Linked DNA regions of Lactuca sativa: region 2 is linked to region 1. A link is a contact called in public Hi-C data. All regions are on one chromosome and are shown on one strand. The core of a region is the stretch at or near the end of the contact, and the rest is flanking DNA. Distances in the headings are between cores, read along the strand shown. Region 1 holds the start of LOC111895379 (acetolactate synthase 1, chloroplastic). Region 2 holds the start of LOC111895361 (protein NUCLEAR FUSION DEFECTIVE 4).

What was found. Hi-C and Micro-C count contacts between places; a contact is called where the count stands out from the background.
Region 2: a Hi-C map of leaf shows a contact between it and region 1, with 9 times the contacts expected there. The contact joins the promoter of LOC111895361 here to the promoter of LOC111895379 in region 1. A contact is called at or near these places in 2 of 4 Hi-C or Micro-C datasets (bud and leaf).

What each region holds. Positions count from the first base shown.
Region 1 is chr4:137,930,726-137,934,412 of Lsat_Salinas_v11, forward strand. LOC111895379 (acetolactate synthase 1, chloroplastic) reads right to left here and starts at 2,205. Exons shown (of 1, transcript XM_023891462.3): 1 at 7-2,205. The coding sequence starts at 2,103. The coding sequence ends at 130. It overlaps LOC111895380, which reads left to right. Exons shown (of 3, transcript XM_023891463.3): 3 at 1-40.
Region 2 is chr4:138,401,947-138,405,552 of Lsat_Salinas_v11, forward strand. It overlaps LOC111895361 (protein NUCLEAR FUSION DEFECTIVE 4), which reads right to left and starts at 1,761. Exons shown (of 2, transcript XM_023891441.3): 1 at 1,285-1,761; 2 at 1-962. The coding sequence starts at 1,620.

The DNA of each region.
Region 1 (3,687 bases), core at 955-3,454:
ATCAAGTTTATTGTAAAATAAAAAGTTTATTATCAAAAAAGTCGATAAACTACTAAATAACAAACATCAAAGGGAAATAATAAGAGTATTTTGCATACATTACACAACAAGAAATGAAATTCAAAAAGCTTAATATTTAATTCTGCCATCGCCGTCGGTGATGACATCCATGAAACCACCGCCGGCGGGGATCATGGGTAACACGTGTTCTTGATGTGGGACAATAACGTCTAACAAATACGGCCCAGGTGTGTCCAACATTGTCTGAATCGCCGCCCTAAGATCGCCGATTTTTGTTACTCTTGCTGAGGGGATATCACAAGCTTCTGCAAATTTCAACATATTCGGGAATATTTCTGTTTCTTTTGATGGGTTTCCAAGATACGTGTGAGCTCGATTCGCTTTATAAAAGCGATCTTCCCATTGAACAACCATACCCAGATGTTGATTGTTCAGTAACAGAATCTTCACCGGAAGATTCTCCACTCTAATGGTGGCGAGTTCTTGAACGTTCATCATGAAGCTTCCATCACCGTCGATGTCAACGACTATGGAATCAGGTCTTGCAACGGCGGCTCCAATGGCAGCAGGGAGGCCAAACCCCATGGCTCCTAGTCCACCGGAGGTTAACCACTGTCTAGGGCGGTTGTATTTGTAAAACTGAGCAGCCCACATCTGATGTTGACCAACTCCGGTGCTGATTATTGCGTTTCCACCAGTCAATTCATCGAGCACTTGGATTGCGTATTGAGGAGGAATGGCATCTCCGAAGGTTTTGAAACTCAATGGGTGGGTTGACTTTTGTTCATCTAATTCCTTCTTCCATGATGAGAAATCAAGATTTTTCATCTCACCTTTTTCTTCGAGAATCTTGTTGAGACCCTGTAATGCGATCTTGATATCACCACAAACGGAAACATGGGGTGTTTTGTTCTTACCAATTTCTGCAGAATCGATGTCAATGTGAACGATTTTGGCTCTGCTAGCAAACGCTTCAAGCTTTCCTGTTACACGATCGTCGAATCTAACCCCAAACGCTAGCAACAAATCACTTTTATCTACTGCATAATTCGCATAAACAGTTCCATGCATTCCGAGCATTTGAAGGGATAAATCATCGGAAGCTGGGAAAGCTCCGAGACCCATTAAAGTACTGGCGACTGGGATTCCGGTGAGTTCAACAAATCGGCGCAATTCAACGCTGGAATCCAAACAGCCACCGCCGGTGTACAAAACTGGTCTTTTTGACTCTGCTATTAAACGAATAATCTGTTCTAAATGTTCTTCGTTTGGTGGTTTTGGTAATCGAGATAAGTAACCAGATAATCTCATGGGTTCATCCCATTTGGGTACGACTAATTGTTGCTGAATATCTTTCGGGACATCGATTAGAACAGGACCAGGTCGACCGGAAGATGCGAGATAGAAAGCTTCACGGACGACACGGGGGATGTCTTCGACATCCAAAACAAGGTAATTGTGTTTAGTAATGGAACGCGTTACCTCCACAATCGGGGTTTCTTGAAACGCATCGGTTCCGATCATTCTCCGGGGGACTTGGCCGGTGATGGCAACAATGGGGATACTGTCGAGCAGCGCGTCAGCAAGGCCACTTACCAGATTGGTAGCTCCGGGACCGGAGGTAGCGATACATACGCCGGGAAGACCAGAGGCGCGAGCATAACCTTCGGCGGCGAACACACCGCCCTGTTCGTGGCGAGGGAGGACATTTCGGATGATTTGAGACCGGGTCAGAGCTTGATGGATCTCCATGGATGCGCCGCCAGGGTAGGCGAAGACGTCGGTGACACCTTCGCGCTCGAGAGCTTCGACGAGGACATCGGAACCTTTTCTGGGTTGGTCAGGGGCGTAGCGGGAGACAAAAGGCTCCGCAGGCAGCGGAGGACGGGTAGTGGTGGAGGCGGCGGTTGTCGGTTTTGAATCGGAGAGGACATTGGAGATGTGGAGACGGTGGCGTTTTTTATGATTGGAAGCAATGGGAAGGGCAAATCGAGGGAGGAGGGTGGTGCGCGGCTGAAATGGGTGGGTGATAGAAGGAGGCTTGGCGGAGACGGGAGGGTTTGGTGAAGCAACGGCCGCCATAGTTGAATGTTGTCTAGGGTTGGAGTAGGTCTCTGGTTGAAATAGAGGGAATGATGGTGAGGAAGCAGATCCTTGTTTTTCTTAATTAAATTTTAGTTTTTATACATTTTGAACGAGTTGTGCTATAAAGTATAAAATAAAGTTTTCTTTTTCTTATTTTGTATTATTAGTCTGCAATTAATTATTCTATCCTATTTCAACCCCGGGCATAATATTTCAATAAGTTTTAGTGCAAACTACAAAAAGTAGTCGTATGGTTTGTTATTCTTTTCAGATTCAATCCAAAAAAAAAAAAAATTAATTTGCAGTAATAGTTTAAAATCAGAATTTCCTTTTTTGTTAGTTTTGGTCCCTAAGAAAATTTATTTGTTTCGTGGATGGTCCATATCAAATTTGAAAGGACTAATTTGCCCCAAAATAAGCTTATTTTGCTTCGATCTTGCAAAGACGTTGTCAAACTATTATTTGGTTCGAAGACATGCCAACCCGTTCACATAAAGGAGGTGACATGTTCTTTAATAAAGAACTAGGAAAGAGTCCATGCTCCGCATGGGTTGGAAATAATTTAAAGTTTTCTAAAAAAATTGGCACAAAAGTGACGGTTGTCAAAGTTTAGTGGCGTTAGTGTAAAGAATCATCAAACTTTAGTGCCAAGAGTGTAAATAAGTAAAAGTGAAAGTTTTGTGGCAAAAGTGTAAAGAAATAAAAATAAAATGGCAAAAATATGCATTGGAAAAGGTTCATGTTAAGGCAAAAGTGTAAATAAATAAAACTAAAGTGGTAAAAGTATGAATTGGAAAAAGTTAAGGCAAAAGTGTAAGGAAATAAAAGTATAGTGGCAAAAGTATGAATCGAGAAAAGTTAAAAGTGGCCAAAGTACAAATTAAAAAAAGTTAAGTCAAAAATATAAAGAAATAAAAGTAAAGTGAATAAGAAATAAAATTAAAGTGGTAAAAGTATAAATTGGAAAAAGGTTAAGACAAAAGTGTAAGGAAATAAAAATATAGTGGCAAAAGTATGATTAAGAAAAGTTAAAAGTGACAAAAATATGAATTAAAAAAAGTTAAGGTAAAAATGTAAAAAAATAAAAATAAAGTGTCAAAACTATGAATTGAAAAAGATTACTGTTAAAACCATCCATGTGCTTTAATATATATATATATATATATATATATATATATATATATATATATATATATATATATATATATATATATATATATATATATATATATATATATATATATTATTGTTGATTGAGGACATGGTGATCTGTGGAGGTCCGTTCTTTAGTGACGTCAAATGACGATTTGTTTCACTATACATAGTTTGTTGGCTTGTGATTGTACTTAGTGGTAGAGGCTTCTTCCTATGATGAATGTAGGTGGGTAGCTGTCCTAATTATCTAGAACCGGTATTGGCGGTTCCTAAAATGTTGGAACCGAAACCGAAAATAGGTGGATATCGGTTCCAATATCGGGTACCTGTTTTGTTAAATTTTTTGAATTTTTAAAATTTATAAAAGTATGTCTATTTTAAACTTACAAGAAAGTTATCGATAACATCAATATGTAATTTGCTACC
Region 2 (3,606 bases), core at 511-3,010, 470 kb after region 1:
AATGCCATCACTACTTGAACAGCAGCCATGGCGACTGGTCTTGGGTATGCGTATTTCCTTACGATGATCTCGGAGAAATACCCACCAGCAACACGACCAAGAAAGTTCCAGATACTGATCATGGAGACGAAGATATGAGGGTTTTCGTAGCCTAAAGATTCACACATTTGACCAAGATTATCGATTACAGTCAACCCAGAACCAGATGCGAGAACTAGAGAGAAGAACATGAGCAAGAAATCGGCTTTCTGTAATGCTTGAAATAAAGTGAAATCCTCCCCTCTTCGTGGACCTTTCTTCTTCTTCACATTCACAGCTCCATCCGCAGCTGCTTGAACCAGTTTCGCTTGCAAATGGGAGATTCTCTTTTCCCTTTCGGTGTCGGGAAGTGAATCGATTTCTGAAGTTGTTTCGTCTTCTACTTCGCTTAAAATGACATCAGGGTTTTGATTCTCGATGAGAAGGGTTTCTTCCATGGGATCATGGGATTTGGGGGAGAAGAACACTAAAAAGATTGGAATCGTAACGGGAAGTAATACAAGAATCAGTAATCCGATTGTTAGGGCAATGATTGTGGGCTGGTTTAAATTGACAAGATCTTGAAGGATTAGAACAGCTAGAAGATAAGCAGCGAGGATTAGGCAAACGCCATATAGAGCTAAAAAGCTTGTGTTATCAGATTGTCGAGCTTGTCTATGGCCGCCGACTGGTCTAACGATGAACATGACGGATAAAATCACGATCGTGGGGCCAACTGCCACCACGAAAATAATGGCGGATTCATCGGGGAAATTGAACATGGTGTAAACTTGTGTCAAAATAGCTCCGCTCAAGCCGGCGAAACCCTTGAGGATTCCGACGACTGGACCACGGCTTTTGGGGAAGTTTTGGACGCCGGAAACAAGAGCTCCGGTGTTGAAGTAGGTTTCGCCATTTGTTCCAACGAATATGCAAACACATAGCTGCACATAAAGTTGGAAGCTTTAGAAAAGGCCAATTTGAACTAAAAACAAAATATTAGTTCTCGAATTTGAAACTCCATAACTCTTTCTCCTTTTGACTTTTAAAAGTCAAAAGTGGATTCCAGGAACAAATCTTATCTCAAAAGAAAGTTTAATTCTAACTTTTGAAAACTCCGTTGGATAAACACATAAACAAATAGGCAGTCATGATCCTATTTTCACAAAATCACTAACAAACGTGTTTCAATCTTCAAAGTCAACAAGCTATACATACATACATACATCTATATTGAGAGAGAGAGAGAGAGAGAGAGAGACTTACCACCCATAAAGGCAACTCCGGCAGGGTGCCATTGACAGTGAGCCAAACGAGACCATAGCCAAAGAAATTCTGAGCAACGCCGATGAAAAGAACGACCCAAATCGGAGCAACTTCACACAAACTTCCGGCGATGAACCCGATAGCATCACCGATATCTTTAGCGACACCCAACGCTGCAATCTGCCTCTGATTATAACCCATGGTGCTCTTGATCACCGGCGATATGCTCCCATACATATACCCAATCCCGGAACAAGATTGAACCCACATAGAAGCCACAAAAACTAGCCATCTGTTGCTCAGAAAAGTGTTCACCTTTTCTGGTAATCGGATCATCGTTGTGAGTTCAAGAAAAGCCAAGAAAGATTGTCAAGATTACATGAACAAGGTCAGAAGCTTTATGGGTGTTTCAGATTGCTACGCAAAGAAGATGGAGTTGTGTTTGATTTTTATTTTTATTTTCCCAATGGGTGTTCTTTAAATTGAGATTATATGACTGTTTTTTTATAAACACGTGTTTGCCATTATAAAATGTTTTTTTTATTTTTTCATGCAAATAAACGCTAAAGACTTTTATTTAGTTTTATGTCTACAAGGTGAGTAAATTACACAAATGGTCCCTACGGTTAGTGGTAATTTGCATGCTTGATCCCTAACTTATTTTTTTAACTCGGAAGGTCCCTATTATTTGTTTTTGTTACGCGATTGTTCCCTATTATTTGTTTTTGTTACGCGTTTGGTCTCTGTCTTACCTAAAAACACTATTATTTAAATAGAAAAAAATGATGGAGTATATAAGATAAGGTGAAGGGGTGGGGTTGAGGTATGTTTATTTAAATAAATTAAAAAAAATCAATGGAAAAATAGTCTTTTTAGGTAAGACAGGGAGCAAGTGTCTAACAAAAGCAAACAGTAGGGACCTTCCGAGTTAAGAGAATAAGTTAGGGACCAAACGCGCTAATTACTCTAAACTATAGGGACCATTCATGTAATTTACTCTTTAAAGATCGATAAACTTGTAAAAAATAATAATAATAAACAAATAAATAAATAAATATTAACTTTTCCATTTGTCAGACGTGAGGCCCTAGCAGCCATAGAACACGATTTCACGTACCTACCTTCTCGTTTTTGTAGTATTGGTATTGTTGGGGGTAGGTATGAGATCTCCATGTTTTTTTTTTATTATTATTTTGAAAAGGACATGAAGTAACTAAACAAAAAAAAAAGTATTTCCATGAATAATTATTAGGTATAATCATAGAATGTAATTTAATTTTTATCACATTTGGTCATTAATTATTTTTCGTTTTTATTAACCCTTGAACTTGTTGAAACATGTATATTATATCAGTAAGACCGGTAATAGTGGATTTTGCCGGTTTCCGGCGTTATTTCCAGTCAAAAATGAGTTTTTAGGTCCTCTTCTCCGGTTAAACTTGGTTTTTCGGCGTTGCTTCTGATGATATCTTCGATGTACAACCCCTCTTCATCATCGACTACACCATTTCCCTTCTTCGATCAATATGTTTCCTTCTGATTTCTACAAGGATTGATTCGACGAAGTTGTACTAGTCGGAGCTTTGAACATTCGCCAAGATCCGATGGGAGCTCACCATGAGGTTTCTGCAGTTTCCAATCTCGTCTGGGATTTCTCCGGTAAGGTCGTCATTTCCTTCTTCTTCTCTCTAAATCGATTGCAGACGCCAAGCTCTGAACTAGGAAACGTAACTTTGACCCAAATGTTTGTAAGAAACAATGCAATCGACGCCATGAAAGAGCACATTAGGGTTGTCATTAAAGAATCAGGGCTACTCGAAAACCTTCTCCAACAAAAGATTGATACCGATGTTGGATCCTTTGGTTTCATTTGTATGACAGAGAATGCAATATTTTCGGGTTATAGTAATGATCCGATAAATGAGATTGGTTTCCTCGAAGGGTATAGGAGGGATTGGAATTTACCAGGGAAGATCTTAGGGTTCTTGTCGACAACTTCAGTGAAGAAAAAAGTGAAGTTGAAGGAGGAAAGGTGTATAATCGGAAAGGGTTTTTCAAGACAATATCTACATTTATTGAAGGAGGAAAGGTGTGATATCTACATCTATATCATGAAGGAGTCTAGCCATGCAATTTTCGCCAAAAATAGGTCGTGACATCACGATTATGTAATATTCGGTTATGTCTAAATAACCATATTTCTAACCACCATTTTGGCGCCATAATGCATGTAGCCACCATTAACCAAGTTCCAACCATTTTCTTACATCTATATAAGGATGATAACCATTCCAAAATTGGGTTGATCACACATGTACACAA